Regions from separate parts of the Neogale vison genome. Here region 1 is linked to region 2. The links are chromatin contacts, called in public Hi-C maps. All regions are on one chromosome and are shown on one strand. Each heading gives the region's core, a stretch centred on a gene start, on an enhancer-like site or on the middle of the called end of the contact. The rest is flanking DNA. Distances are from core to core; before and after follow the strand shown.

Region 1 (7,418 bases), core at 4,064-6,563, 270 kb before region 2:
CTTTCTCTCGGAGAAGTGAGGTTATACTGGAAGTGGAGCTTCTAGACATAACATCATTACGTCACCAGCAATAAACAGATCAGCCCCAGAGGGTCCCACTCTTAGAAATGTGTTTCTGAGCAGCAGCAGTTCCGGTGCTGGTGGTGCCCGCCTGGTACGGGAGGCTGCCTCCTGTCTGAGAACTCTGGCCTGACAGATGCTGGCCGAGACCCCAGACACAGCCCCTTCGACAGGGACGGACTTCTTCCTGAGGTCAGTTCAGTAAGTGGATTTGATTTTTACTATTGTAGAATTCTGGCAAAGAGGGAAAGTAGTGGTCCCTCTGTCTTCCTGTGTGTTCCGCATTAGATTTTGATATTTCCGACTATACAAGGCTCGGGGGGATGACACTGCATGTGATAGCGGTGACTTTACTGAAGCAACTGCGTTGAAATTCACTTGGGTTTCTCTTATTCTGAAATTCTGTTCCAGACAAGTATTCTGTAAATCCAAATGGATTACCAGTGTGCTATAGGTTTTTAAATAGAACATTCTATGTTTGATCTACATCAACAGTAGTTTGCATAAGTTAGTCTTGGTTACCATCTAAAATATTTTTAAATGTTCTTTACATGAAAATTTATGTTGTATTTTTAAACCTTTAGGGGCTTTATCTATTTTTCTAAGTCAGTTAATTGTACTTTTAAAGAAAGTATTTTGTATCTACTTTTGTAACTTCATCAGAATAAAATATATTAAAAGAAATGACTGGTTAAAGTATGTGCCTCAACACTTTCTTTTAAAGATTTTATTTGAGAGAGAGGGAAGAGTGTACATGCATATTCCCCTGAGCGAGGGGGGACAGACAGCGGGGGCGGGAGGGAGGCAAGTGGACTCCACACTGGCTGAATCTCATGACCCTGAGCCCAAATCAAATCACACACAAAACCGGCTGAGGCACCCAGGCGCCCCTCACACTTACTTCTATTTAAATGTAAAACTTAAAGTTTTTGCTTCTATAGAAGGTTGTCTTTGGTCATCATTTAGTAGCTAAAATGTTTCCTTAACTTTGAGAGGAAAGGGAAGTCCTGAAATAAATATTCCAGGGCCCCACCCCCAAGAAAGAAACTAGGCCTATGATTATAGTGGCTAAAACCCATCCCAGACAAAATAAGTAGTCTCTACATTAACCAACCTGATCTCTTTCTGCATATTCCTGGTTGTGTACTGAGAAAAGGGAAGAGGAGAGAATGGACTCCTGATTTTCTGACCTTGAACTGAGTGCTCATCATTTCTATAAAACACCGTCCACCCCAAATGGCCAGTTTTTGTTCCTGTAGGAGAAAGAGTTATTTTTGGAGGTCTGAATTACAGGTATCTTATTTTAATGCAAAATAACAATGATAGAATTGTTTTGAGCTTTTTTTTTTTTTTTTTTAAAGATTTTATTTATTTGACAGAGACACAGCGAGAGAGGGAACTCAGGCAGGGGGAAAGGGAGAGGGAGAAGCAGGCCCCCCACAGCAGGGGGCCTGATGCGGGGCTTGATCCCAGGACCCCAGGATCATGACCTGAGCTGAAGGCAGACGCTTAACGACTGAGCCACCAAGGCGCCCCTAGAAGTTAATATAGCTAAATAATATGAGTTAATACTCCTATTTTGTATAAGATATAAATACACTCTTAGTTTTGGATTTCTTTTTGTTACATTTCAATAATAGGATTAAAATTGCTCACAAAAATATAAGGATGTCTAATGTCTAAGTTTGAAAGCTCTTTTAAACTTTGTAAATGAGTAGTAGAATAACCCAAATAATCTTTGGGAGGGCCAGAGTCAGGCTTCAAATCTACACAGCCAGAACAGTCTGAACCCTGTCTCTGGCCCTCTAGCCAATAACTCATTGCTGAAGGGCTTGGAATGGACACTATGGCCTGCACCATTATTGTTTGGCCACTAGATGTCAGTTTTTTGGGTCAGCACCTCCCAAAAGCCAGCTGCTTCAGCCCTGACCAGAATAAAGAATTTTACCTAAAACTCTTCCTTTCCTGTGTCTTCCTCAGGGAGCCTGCTTCCCTCTCTCTCTCTCTCTGCCTGCCTCTCCATCTACTTGTGATTTCTCTCTGTCAAATAAATAAAATCTTTAAAAAAAAATGTACATGGGTGACAAAAATAAAGAAAAATAAAACAAAAACATGGGCACCTCAGATTTGGTAGATCCTAGGTCACATACCCCTGTCCTGGCTGCTACAGAGGCTGGGCAACTTGCTGGATTTTACATGGAGGTTTAGGATTCACAGCAAAATTCATGCTGGATATTCGAAAAACTTGGACTGGCTCCTTCCTTGCACTTTTGGTTCTCGCTCTGCAAAAAGATAAGGGAGTTGGCACTAGAATGTAAGTTTCTGGGCACACTGTTCAACTGACATTTTTTTGTAGTGTATTTGCTAAGTGAAAAGTCAGTTATTGATTCCGATTCTGGTCAGGTTCCTTGAATACGCAGGTTCTTTGATGTGTGCTTTGAATACCACTTCTTTAGGGGACCTGCCTGTTCAGGGGAGTCCTTCAGCGGGTTGTCTTATTTAATCCTTGCAGCCACCTGTGAAGGGGGCAGTAACAGAGGTATGTTAAGAATTTTCCAATGTTTCTCAGAAGGTGGCACAGATGCTCTGACTTCAGATAGCTAGTTCATAGACCAGTGTTTTTCTCTGGGATGCATCTGGAAAATTCTGTGTGCTGACGAGTGCCAGGAGGCTCTATAAAACAAAATGACTGCAATTTATACCTATGGGGTAAAAAAACGTATCCAAAGAGATCATCCTGAAGGAGTTTTTTTGCAATTAGCTCAGATGTAAATGAGTGACCATGGACCAATATAAGCGAAGATAAGAGAATCTCAATTTCAGAGCAAAAAAAGGTAAAATGCAGAAGGGATAGACCCATTTCCTGGGACTAAAGCTACTATACTTTTCAATCATAACAAAACTGGCCTTTTATTTGCTTCTATCATAAAAAGCTACACTTGAAATGTTAAGTTGAAGCTAATTTGGAAGCCCAGAATTGCTGAGATTGTTCTGTAAATCCTTTCCTAAAAAGGTTCAAATTCACACTCTGGAACTAGAATGGCTAAATCACTTTTCAGCTCTGTGCAGTAATCCTAGTATGTGCACTTTTTGTTCTATTCCAGGCTGGACAGCTGGCAACTAAATCTAGAGCCTGGGATGGAGGTCAGGGATCTCTGGGAAAAACACACCCACATAAATCGGTAGAGTTCTCCGATTGCCATATGTGCAATCAAAGTTCTGCACAAGTTGTGGGCCCCTAAGTATATTGTGGGGCAATCAGACGTGGCTGCCTGGAGAAGACAAGGCTTGAGTTGGCTTAGAAGATGGGTAACCATATAAGCAAGCTTGTAACATAGATGGCACAAGGAGGCACCAGCCGTCCAATATTACTGAAGGATGGATGTCAGCTGGACAGGTAGGTAGGGGTTAAATCATATGAAAGAACTTGGGTTTTTGCCAGTAGGTGATGAAGGGTTAGAAGGATTTTCGATAAGCAAATAATGGACAGGTTTTCACTTCAGATGGCTCTGACAGCAGTGTGGAGATGGGAAGGGGAGGATACTAGGGCAGACTGTCGGTCCAAAATAACAATAATAATGTAAACCATCGTGAAATTAGGAAGAAGAGAAAGGTTGAAGATAAGCAAAAGTACCGATTTTCACCAAAAGAGGAATTCGTCCAATACAAATCAGTGAGTTTAATGCGGGTGTCTTACAAGTAACGAACCCACTAACCAACTAAAATGACTTCAGTGCTTATTTCTGGCACCCTACAGTGTCCAGCATCTGTCTCCCAACAACTTCTGGATCTACTTCATTTCTAAACGGGTGCTGCGCACATGATTACAAAGATGGCAGCCGGTGGCAAAGGGCCATTTCTCTTCCTTAATGCCAGACGAGTCTCTAGAGCAACTTTCACTGGGCCATCTCAGATCATTGACCAACCCAAACCAATCGGTGCCTGCTGGGCCATGACTTGGGTCATGTGACCACTCTCAGGGGAGGAGAGGTCAACCTCCTCTGAACCTTGGTGGTATGAGGAGCCAAAGGTGGTTCACTACTACACAATGGGTAAAATATTTTTGGTAGTTTTAATTACTCCTGAGAAGAAAAATGGAAAGTTAGCAAATTATCCCTAATCCCACTGGCCATGATGTTTTAAGGAACGAAGCAAAAAAATGTGAGAGAGGTTACTAGAGTAATCCAAAGGAGAAATTATGAGACCCAAAAAGAAGTCACTCAGTACTGGAACGAATAAGCATATATCTAGGTGATCACTATAAGGGCAACTGTAGGCCTGTCCCACGTGTGGACGAACATACTGAACATGGTGACTGCACAGGCCGGAATGCAATAGCAAGAACTGGGGAAGTCTGTAGGGTTTACCAGACTGCCAAAATATACAGCCTGAGAGAGAAAGGGCATGAGGCCTTGAGGTGTGTGTGAATCAGTCCAGAGGTGGGGCAGGCTTGCTGGATAATGGTACCTGTCCTCGAGCCCGCAGCTTCCACTACATTCTCAGGACTCCACGGTCTGAGGCTCTGCTTCTCTGCAGGCACCTTAAACTCAGGCAAAACCCAAACCGAGTTTGTTGGCCCCTTTCACGACAAACCTCACCCTCCTCCACCCATCGCACTGTCCACACCAGACACCTTTCTCAGCCTCGCCGCCCAGTCCAGTCATTCCGTTCCCTTCCCCTCCCAAGTATCCAGAGCCACTCCTCCATCCCTGCTGTTCCAGCTGTCGCTGAGACCTCACATCTCACCCGGACCATCGCGGCAGCGCCAGAACTTCTGTCCTCATCTCCAGTGTCAGGCCCCCTACAGTCCCTCCTCTTCGCACGATCTTTCTAAAACGCAAATCTGAAAACGACACCCCTGCTTTAAGTCCCTCCACGGCCCCCCTGTTCTGGAGGGAGAAACCCACACTCCCCAGTTTGGAAGCCAGGTTGCCGGCGGTGGGGATGGGAAGGGAGATGTCCTTCCCAGGGCGAGAGGGGCATTGGCGTCTGGGCAACTCAGATCGGAGGGCCGAGAACCCCGGGCGTCCCCCGGCTGAGCAAGAAGAGCCCGCCGGTGGAACGACCCCTGGAGGCTGGCGGAGCTCGGCGCGGAGCGGGCCGGGCAGACGCGCGAGCTGGCGGAGCAGCAAGTTCCGAGAAGGCGCCCCCCGGGGCGAGGACCGGGCGGGAGCTGGAGCCGGGTGGCTCGCGACCTCCGGGCGGCAGGGGGCGGTCTCGCCCGCGGCGGCGACGGCTTCCGGCCCCCGGCTCCGAGCCTCTCAGGGGACGCGGCGACCTCGGGAGCCGGGCCGCGTCGGCCGGGCATGGCGGCGTGGAGCCCGGCCGTGGTGGCGCCGCTGCTCCGCGGGATACGCGGGGTGAGCGCGGGCGGGGCCGGGCTGTGGTTCCCGGGCGGGAGCTGCGGAGGGGCCGCGGGGCCGGTCGAGGCTGGAGGACGGGCTCGCGGAGAGCGCGGCGCCGGGCCTGGCGCCCTCCCCTTCCCTTCTCTCATTCATTCCTCGAGGGTTGGGTCCTTCCGTGGGCCCGGGCGGCGGGGCTCCGAGAAGTGTCAGGCCCCGGCGCGCGCTGGCGGAGCTCCCTGAGCCGGTGGAGGTGGGGGGCGAGGGGAACAGACACGGAAACCGTTGTGATCCGGCGGGCGCGGAGAGAGCGGTGTGGACGCACCGAGCCGGAGACCCGGCAGCCCCAGCTCGCAGTCCTGGCGTGCCTGCCGGAGAGTGCGAGGGTCTGGGCTTTGGGCAAGTCCTCCCAGCCTTGGGACCTTAACCCTCTCCAAGCCCCACACGCCCTGACTAAAAGCCCAGCAGAGGGCACTCGCCACGCGCTCTCCGAACTTTCTCTCCTCCCTGCCTCCGCGAAGTATGAAGAGGGGGTGACTCTCCGCGCGGACAGTCGGGGTTCTAGGGATTTTGTCAGTAGATTGCTCGTGTAAAGGCCGCTGCCTGCAGATCAGCTAAAACGGAGGAAAGACCTCCCAAGGAATCAGTAATGTCAAGTACCCTCAGCCCTTAGCGATTATTGCTTCTGCCTGCCACCTGGTTACCCTCTGCCCTTGCTCCTCCAAGGCTCTGTCCTCAGAAGAGGCTCCATCTTACCCCCTCCTCCAGCCCAGTCTTAGGCCCACAACATCAAGTTTCTGTCCCACCGTCTCACTCAAGACCATTTTTCTGACCTGCCTTTCAGCTGCCTGCTGGAACGGCGACTTCTTTGCAGGTGCGAGCAGTCATGCCCTGCGTGCTGTGCTCGTTCTGCTTGTTCATTTGTTCATTCGTTCAGCCATCCATCACCCAAGTCTCCCGGAGGGCCTCTCCCGACCCAGCTTTGGAAGGCTGCAGTAACACGGTAGAGTCAGTCTTGGCCTTTGAAACCAGCTGGTGAAAGAGCCAGTGCACAGATCATTTTATAGAAGGTGCTTCAGGTGGCTTGGTCAGGTGTCCAACTCTTTGTATCAGCTCATTTCTTGAACTCAGGGTGGTGAGTTCAAGCCCTGCGTTGGGCTCCACACTGGGTGTGGAGCCTACTTAAAAAAGAAGAAGGTGCTTTGACAGTCTCTACCACAGGACCCTGCTCTAGGCCTTCAGGAACCGCCTGAGGACAGGTGGGACTAAAGGCTGAAGGGATGGTACGTTCAGCACCAGCACAGATGAACAGCACTCCTGCGTCCCACCTGCCATCCCCCTCCAGTCCCCGTCCCAGTCTACTCCGTTTATAATAATACCTCTCATCTGGGCAAGCTTCAAAAGGCACTGTTTTGTGCAGGTGACTTTGGCACCAAGAGGCCTAGTAAACTCCAAAATCTTTAGCTGGACATTCAAGGCCTGCCAAGCTCTCTTGTCAGTCTCCCTTTTCAGCATGTGCTTAGCCCAGTCAAAGGGCTGCAGATCTGGTTTTTTGTTCCTCATTCCATAAGGTTGGAGACATCCCCCTCAGAAGCACTGGCTCCCTATGGTCTCCACTGGGGGCAGGGGGAGTGTTGTTACCAATGGTAAATAATCTAAAAATATGTCTCCTTCAGGTAATTTAGTAGAATTCTGCTACTTCTCCCCAGTAAGAATTGGTACATGTCACAGAGTGTAGCTGGCTTACTGAGCAGTAGGTCACAAGGCCACATCCCGCTGGAGGGTGTGGAATGTGAATCAGACCTAAAGCACAGGTGGTGTCTGGTTTCAGCAGTGTGTTGTCGGTGACACGATGGCCTGGGAGGCACATCTGAGGCGGGTTGCCCAGGCTCTGGCTCCCCATCTCACCAGTGAACCTAACCTTAGCCCTTGCTTTAGTCCCCCCATTTCTTCTCCTCCAAAACTGACATCATGATGGTGTCTCTCTCACAGTGTCATGAGGGTTGAGTTGCCTTG
Region 2 (6,817 bases), core at 1,086-3,585:
GAATGATTAATGCTAATGATGTTGTAAAGTTCTCTAGTTTTAGCAATTCCGAGCAGAATAAATGAGCACAAGAGCAGAATGAGTGAGGCATCAGTCACCAGAAAAGAAAAAGGAAACTGGAGGTGTCTTACGTGATATACTTGTTATAGAGGATGAAGGCGTGTTCAATGTTGCCTTCCTCAGAGTAAATGGATGCCATTCGGATAATCTCAACTCCAGAGCGGAAGTACCGTCGGGGTGGAATGTCTTCATTTATCTCCACTGCGCTACCCATCTGGGAGAGGGCCCTCACCCGGTCTTCGGGTGGAAGGCTCACATCTCCATGGTCAGACATCAGGACCAAGAAGTTCTGAGACAGAAAAAACAGGTGGCATCAGCACCACGGTCCCATCACCCCAACACAACCTACCACACAGCATGGTTAGCCCACAAACTTCTACCTTACAGAGAAATTAAGAGAAAAATACCATATGCTTGTGGCTTGTATCAGATAAAGTTTCTTTCCCACAAGAAGGCTGAGACCCTCGAGGAAGTGCCTATCACATTGATAAAAGCATTGACCAACTTAAAACCCCACAAAACCTGTGCCATGATTAGGTGGTACAGGGAGTAAAACTATAATGGGGATTTGGTTCGACCCTTTAATCATTCCCTATCATGAGGTGGCCCTGCTTTCAGCACCATAAAAAGATGGGTGGTATCTTATATTTTTTGCGCTACTTCTCCCACCAGCTACCCACTTCCATTTATCCCAGTACTTGGCATAGTATACTCAATGAACTTTCATGATGATTGTTAACTAATTTCAAGTTTGGTCATTTTTATTTAATGAGAGTAATGACACTTTCCCATGGTGTACTTTTTCATCTCTAAGCACAAGGTGAGGGGAACTAGTCTGGGAATGAATGCAGAACAATTCTAGTTCTGCTCACTAAACCCCTCTGTCAGTCAATCCACAACATCATTCATCATGTCATCATGGTAATGAATTTAGATCTGAAAAACAACTTACTCAAATCTATCCTCAAAGACTAAGCACTCTTCAAATAACAAAAGGGCACAAAGGTAACTTGGTATGCAAAAAATAAATAAGTAAGTAAGTAAATAAATAAAACAGACCCACAAAAAACAGGGAGGGAGTTTTCCCTCCCTGTGCTTCGAACTGCAGTAATTCTACAATCTTTCTAGATCTCATTCTATTGCTACAATCAGATTCCAACTCCAACTGGTATGACTCTACATCATTTTCAAAAAGAATCTGGGTACGTGATACACACTGAATTACAGCACACCCTAGCCAGCATGCTCTAGAATATATGACTAGAGTAGAAGCCATTTTGGAATTCAAGGCCCTCTAACAAGTGGTCCCACTTTGTCTTTTCAGTCTTAAACCTTAGTCCTTCCCATCAGAGATCTTTCCCTTCAGTCAGGATTCTAATCTGCCCAGAAATCCTCAAATGTGTTTCATTTGTCTACCCACTCTTTTCCTGTTCTCCCCTCCAAGCCCTCCCTCAAAGAGGCTTTTCTTGGCCAATTCTACCTCTAGGTCACACTTCCCCCAAGCTTCCTCTCTAAACACGAGTAGTACAAAAGCTGTGCAGACTACCAGGGATGCAAAGGCCTTCCATCTCCCCCAAAGCCGTTTTAGAGGCTCAGAAAGCCGTTCAGCAAATCTAAAACCTCCCCAGGCTGCCTAATTAGTAAACTCGATCCAGAGCCCATTAAAGCTAACTGAAGCTTGTTGCGCCTCAGTACCTCTGGGGAGATGATCTGTAAGGTCGAGAATGGAACCCCCTCCCAAGGCCAGCGAGCGGTACTAGAGGGCTGAGCAACACTCCAGAGGAGATGCGGCATCCGCAAAAAAAGGAGAAGGTGGCATAAAGGACTGAGGAGGAAAGACGAGGTCAAAGGAAGTTGCAGGAACGAGCCGAGGGGGCGTATTCAGTGGAGAGGGACCTCCTGACACCTGCTTGAGATCCCCTCCTTCAGGCCCTCACGCCCAAGTTGCCAACCCAGGGCAAAATTATCCAAGGTTCTCGGGTCTTCAGAGCGCGGCAGGAGGAGACGCGCGGGGACGCGCGGGGCCTGGCTGAGGCCGGTGCCGTCAGTGGCCTAGCGCGCGGCGGGCCGGGCAGAGGGCGCAGGGACGACAAGGCCGCAGGCCCCACACTCACGGCGGCCACTCCCCTTCAGAGTCCGACTACGCTCTGGGGCTCAGCCCCACCACATTTCCCGGACCCTTCCCCACCTGTCCCCGCGGACGACCCTCGGAGCTTCCGGAAACGTCACATCCGGCGCGCGTCCCGCCCCTCTCGTCCGTCTACCCATTGCACTCTCAAAAACGCAGGACCCAGGGCGGTGAGCTGGTGGGAGGGGTTAGAACCGCCACCTCCCCCCCCCGTGCCCCCTCCCGCGAAAAAGGACTGCCAATGAGGAGAGAGCTCGCCAGCGGCCATCTTGGTAAAGGAAAAGCGTTAAGGTAGAAGGGACAGGGAGTAGTTAATGTAGTTAAATGATCAAGCTAACTTCTATTTGTGGAATTAATTTGATTTTGGGTCGAGTTTCCTGCCAGATAGCCCCTATACCACACTCACACAAATCCACAAATCAACATTCAAGAAGGGATTGGTGATGCAAGTACCTGGCTGAACTAAGCAAGGTTTCTAAATTGGTGGAAAAAAACACAAAAAACAAGAAACAAACTCTTGAAAATTTCTGCTTGTTTGTGTCACTTCCTACGCATAGTTGATAGCCTGAGGTATTTGGCAATCGCTTCTATTGCTTAGAAAAAAACTTGAGACTAACTTTTGAATGTTAGAACTCCAATACAATTTATTAAAAATGAGTGTTTGGGCCCCCCTGGGTGGCTCAGTGGGTTAAAGCCTCTGCCTTTAGCTCAGGTCGTGATCCCAGTGTTGTGGGATAGAGCCCCACATCCGGCTCTCTGCTCAGCAGGAAGCCAACTTCCTCCATTCTCTATCTCTGTGCCTGCCTCTCTGCCTACTTGTGATCTCTGTGTGTCAAATGGATAAATAAAATCTCTTAAAAAATAAAAATTTTTTTAAAAATGAGTGTTTGACTTCTAATGGCCACATGCCACGCAGTGGAGACGGAAACTGTATGATGCGGTTCCTGCCCCTGCAGCCAGGACAGGCAGCTGTTTACACCAAGTACAAACAGTGGCATATTCTCTGTATGGGTGTGTGTATGTATGAATATCTTGCACAGCTGTTTTCCAAAAAGATCATTCAAGCCTGCTATCTCCGTATCAGGAGATTTTGTATATCACCACTCTGATACTTTCTGCTCTCTGGGGACACTCTACCCACCAAACTTGGGGACCCTCCCTGTAAGTTCCTTAATGTGATGACATGACCTATCCTTCAAGGTCTTGCTTAAAGCCCCTGAACTGGTGTTACTTCTTCCACTAGATCAGGGTTCAGATCTCTAATTTTCTGACTCTTTGTTGTGGATCTGTCTTTGGAATTTCCCCAAAGTGATTCTATGTGGTCACTGGCTTTTGAGACTTACAGCTGAGAGCACTTAACAGATTGAGACTCTTTCTCTCCTACAAGCATAAATAGGCATGTCAATGCAAGGATCCACTATCAATTCTCCTGGATCTCATGCTGATAACTCTGGCAAGACAGTTGTAAAGGGACCACGGTGGTCCTCAGAACTCTATTTCTCTACTGACTCTTTCCCTTCAGAATGTAAACATAGTGGGTAGAGCCTGAAGAAATCAAGCCACTGGGGGAGCTGGTCTTAGGGAAGGCATACAGTGCAATCGGAGTCCTGGCAGAAGTCAACATGGGACAAAATCCAACCCATCCAACTTCTCAGTAAATATTTGTTGAGCATCTACTACATGCCAATTGCTGTTCTAGGTGTTAAGGATACAGCCATGGACAAATCCAGCAGGTGGATATTGTTATTGTGCAAGTGCAGACAGAAGCAGAGCTGGTGGGGGAAACAGAGGCACCTGCTTCCATTAAGCACAGATTCCAAAAAGTAGCTCTTGGCTTTGTAACATTTAACATAACAAGTTAACAGAATTTACAAACATGCTAGAAGTTAAGAGTATGTGAGAAGTCTTTAAGAAGCTATGAATGGGAAACACATAAGAGAGGAGTGTGGAATAATCACAAACACAGCAACCATCTCACACAGGCTGTCCTCTATATTAGAAAGGAGATATGCCCCAGTGACGGCAGTTCTTAAGATCATGGCTAAGAGGATATAGTAAGCAGGATCTGGTTCACTCAGGGAGAGAATCTGTAAATATTGAACAGTTTTTGGGCTCTGGGACAAGTGGTCAGCACTCTTGGGTTTACAGGCATTGGAAACAACAAGCAAGAAAACCCTGGCCAATATGAATATCTGACATTCTTCATTTCTTTATTAACTGGGAAAGTTGAAAACTGGACCCTTTTATATGTGAAACCAGGAAATTAACGCTGCAAGAATTCTGTTGGCTCTTGGCTTAACTGAAGAGAATATTCTACTTACTCCTGCTCCCAAAATTGGAGGCTAAGCATCAAGGTATTCTGTCAGCAGAGAAGATTTAGCAGCTCACCTGGGGGGTCAAACCCGAGTTAGGAATTGAGGAGCTTTTTTCTTTCTGGTGCCCATACCTAGTCAGTACATTTTCCCTGAATATAACAGTCTCCATATGACCTCTTCCAAGTTCAGCGTCACTTACTCCTACACTCCTGTTTTATTTCTACCTGCTCCTTCCTGGGCAGCAGCAAAAGAATCCTAAAAGGCAAAATTCTTACTTCAATATATAGCATCAGGGCAGAGAGAAAATGCTCAGATGGGCTTTGTTGGGAAGTTAAAAACAAAGAAATCTCCAGGCACATATCCCTTGCTTCCTTGTCACTCCTGTGGTGAGCAACATACCTGGAAGGGCAAGTCAGTGACATGCATACAGGAATGACAACCCTTCTTACCTACTTCAATGCGATCTTACAACAGCAGCTAATATTCTTTTTAAAACAAATATCAGGTTCTATTGTTTCTGGGTTAAAAACCCTCCAATTACTTCCCATAGCAGTTGGAATTAAAAATTCAAACTCCTGGGGGCTCCTGGGTGGCTCAGTGGGTATATAGTATATTCTGGGATCGAGCCCCGCATTGCGCTCTCTGCTCAGTGGGGAACCTGCTTCCCTTTCTCTCTCTCTGCTTGCCTCTCTGCCCACTTGAGATCTCTATTTGTCAAATAAATAAATAAAATCTTTTAAAATTAAAAAAAAATCCAAACTCCTCACTGTGGCTTGTAGAGTGACTCGGTCCCTGCTGCCTCTCTGACTTCATCTCCTACTCTCCCGTTTGCTTACCAGTCTTCTCCACACTGTCTGAACATCTGCTGTTCCATTCTAGACCTTTGCACAGATGTTTCTTCTTTCTGAGATGCTCTTACCCTGGTCTTCACTTGGCTGGCTCCCTGTTGTCATTCATGTATCAGTTTACATGTCACCTGCTCTGACCACACACTCTAAGTAGCCATCCAGCCACCCTCTATCACTCAGCGTTGTTTGAATTCTTTTCGTAGTCCTTACCATTGTCTGCTTCAGTCTTTAATGATCTGGATTGTTTATTGTCTTTCATTCCCCCCTTAAAATATAATCTCTTGGAAGAAAGAAACTTTTTTTATTTTTTGCCTTGCTCACAAGTGTATCCCCAGTACCTAGAAGAGCTTGGGACCCCAGAAGATACTCAATATTGTTGAACGTTCAAATGTTGTTAAAATAAATGTTGTCTCACTGTCCCCCAAATTAATTACAAGGCTGGCTAGCCAATTATAGTGATAACTGAAATGAACAATGAAAAACAGTGTCTACTATGCTCTTGGAACCAAGTCTTCTCTACAAGGCAGTTAGAGTTAGGAACAGGAAACCTCCAAGGCTAGATACCTTCATTAATTGAGCAAATATTTGTTGAGTATGTATCATGTTCAGGACTCTCTGTCAGGCAATGGACCTACAATAATAGCAAAGAAAAACTCAGTTTCTGTAGTTGTAAGGCTCTCGTGGATGAGAGCTCAGAGCCATCAGAAGGGAAAAAGTTCTTCAAAAGATAATTAGCTGGGGCACCAGAGTGGCTCAGTGGGTTAATGCCTCTGCCTTTGGCTCAAGTCATGATCCCAGGGTCCTGGGATCCAGCCCCACATCGGGCTCTCTGTGCAGCAAGAAGCCTGCTTCCCCCTCTCTCTGCTTGCCTCTCTGCCTACTTGTGATCTCTGGCAAATGGATAAATAAAATCTTTTTTTAAAAAAGATAATTAACTTTCTCAAGTTGATGCTAGGTGAGTTCCATGTCCTGAAACACTGAAACAGCCTATTTTTTTTAAAAGATTTTATTTATTTATTTGTCAGAGAGAGAGAGAGCCAGAGCGAGCACAGGCAGAGTGGCAGACAGAGTCAGAGGGAGAAGCAGGCTCCCTGTGGAGCAAGGAGCCCGATGTGGGACTCGATCCCAGGAGACTGGGATCATGACCTGAGCCGAAGGCAGCTGCTTAACCAACTGAGCCACCCAGGCATCCCTAAAACAGCCTATTTTGAACACTGCTAGGGAATGAAAGTTCTCTGAAAGCAAGAATGGAATGTGTACTAAAGACAAATTGTTCACATTTTTAAAATTTTTTCTGTGAACCCATTGTGACTATAAAATGACAAATAGAATTTTGAAAATAAATACTTTTTAAAAGACGTGGAAGGAGCTGTTCAAAAAAGGGGGTGAAATGCAGCAAGTGTACTGAGATCTTTAATGCTGACATATTGCAACATATGCAACATTGCACATGCATGCATATTATG

The links. Hi-C and Micro-C count contacts between places; a contact is called where the count stands out from the background.
Region 1: a contact with region 2 is called in a Hi-C map of fibroblasts, with 6 times the contacts expected there. The contact joins the promoter of BOLA3 here to the promoter of LOC122914993 in region 2. A contact is called at or near these places in 2 of 3 Hi-C or Micro-C datasets (fibroblasts and muscle).

What each region holds. Positions count from the first base shown.
Region 1 is chr8:94,648,400-94,655,817 of ASM_NN_V1, reverse strand. BOLA3 (bolA-like protein 3) reads left to right here and starts at 5,313. Exons shown (of 4, transcript XM_044261420.1): 1 at 5,313-5,420. The coding sequence starts at 5,367. MOB1A (MOB kinase activator 1A) reads left to right here. Exons shown (of 6, transcript XM_044261423.1): 6 at 1-756.
Region 2 is chr8:94,379,484-94,386,300 of ASM_NN_V1, reverse strand. It overlaps LOC122914993 (STAM-binding protein), which reads right to left and starts at 2,335. Exons shown (of 10, transcript XM_044261405.1): 1 at 2,249-2,335; 2 at 132-349. The coding sequence starts at 334.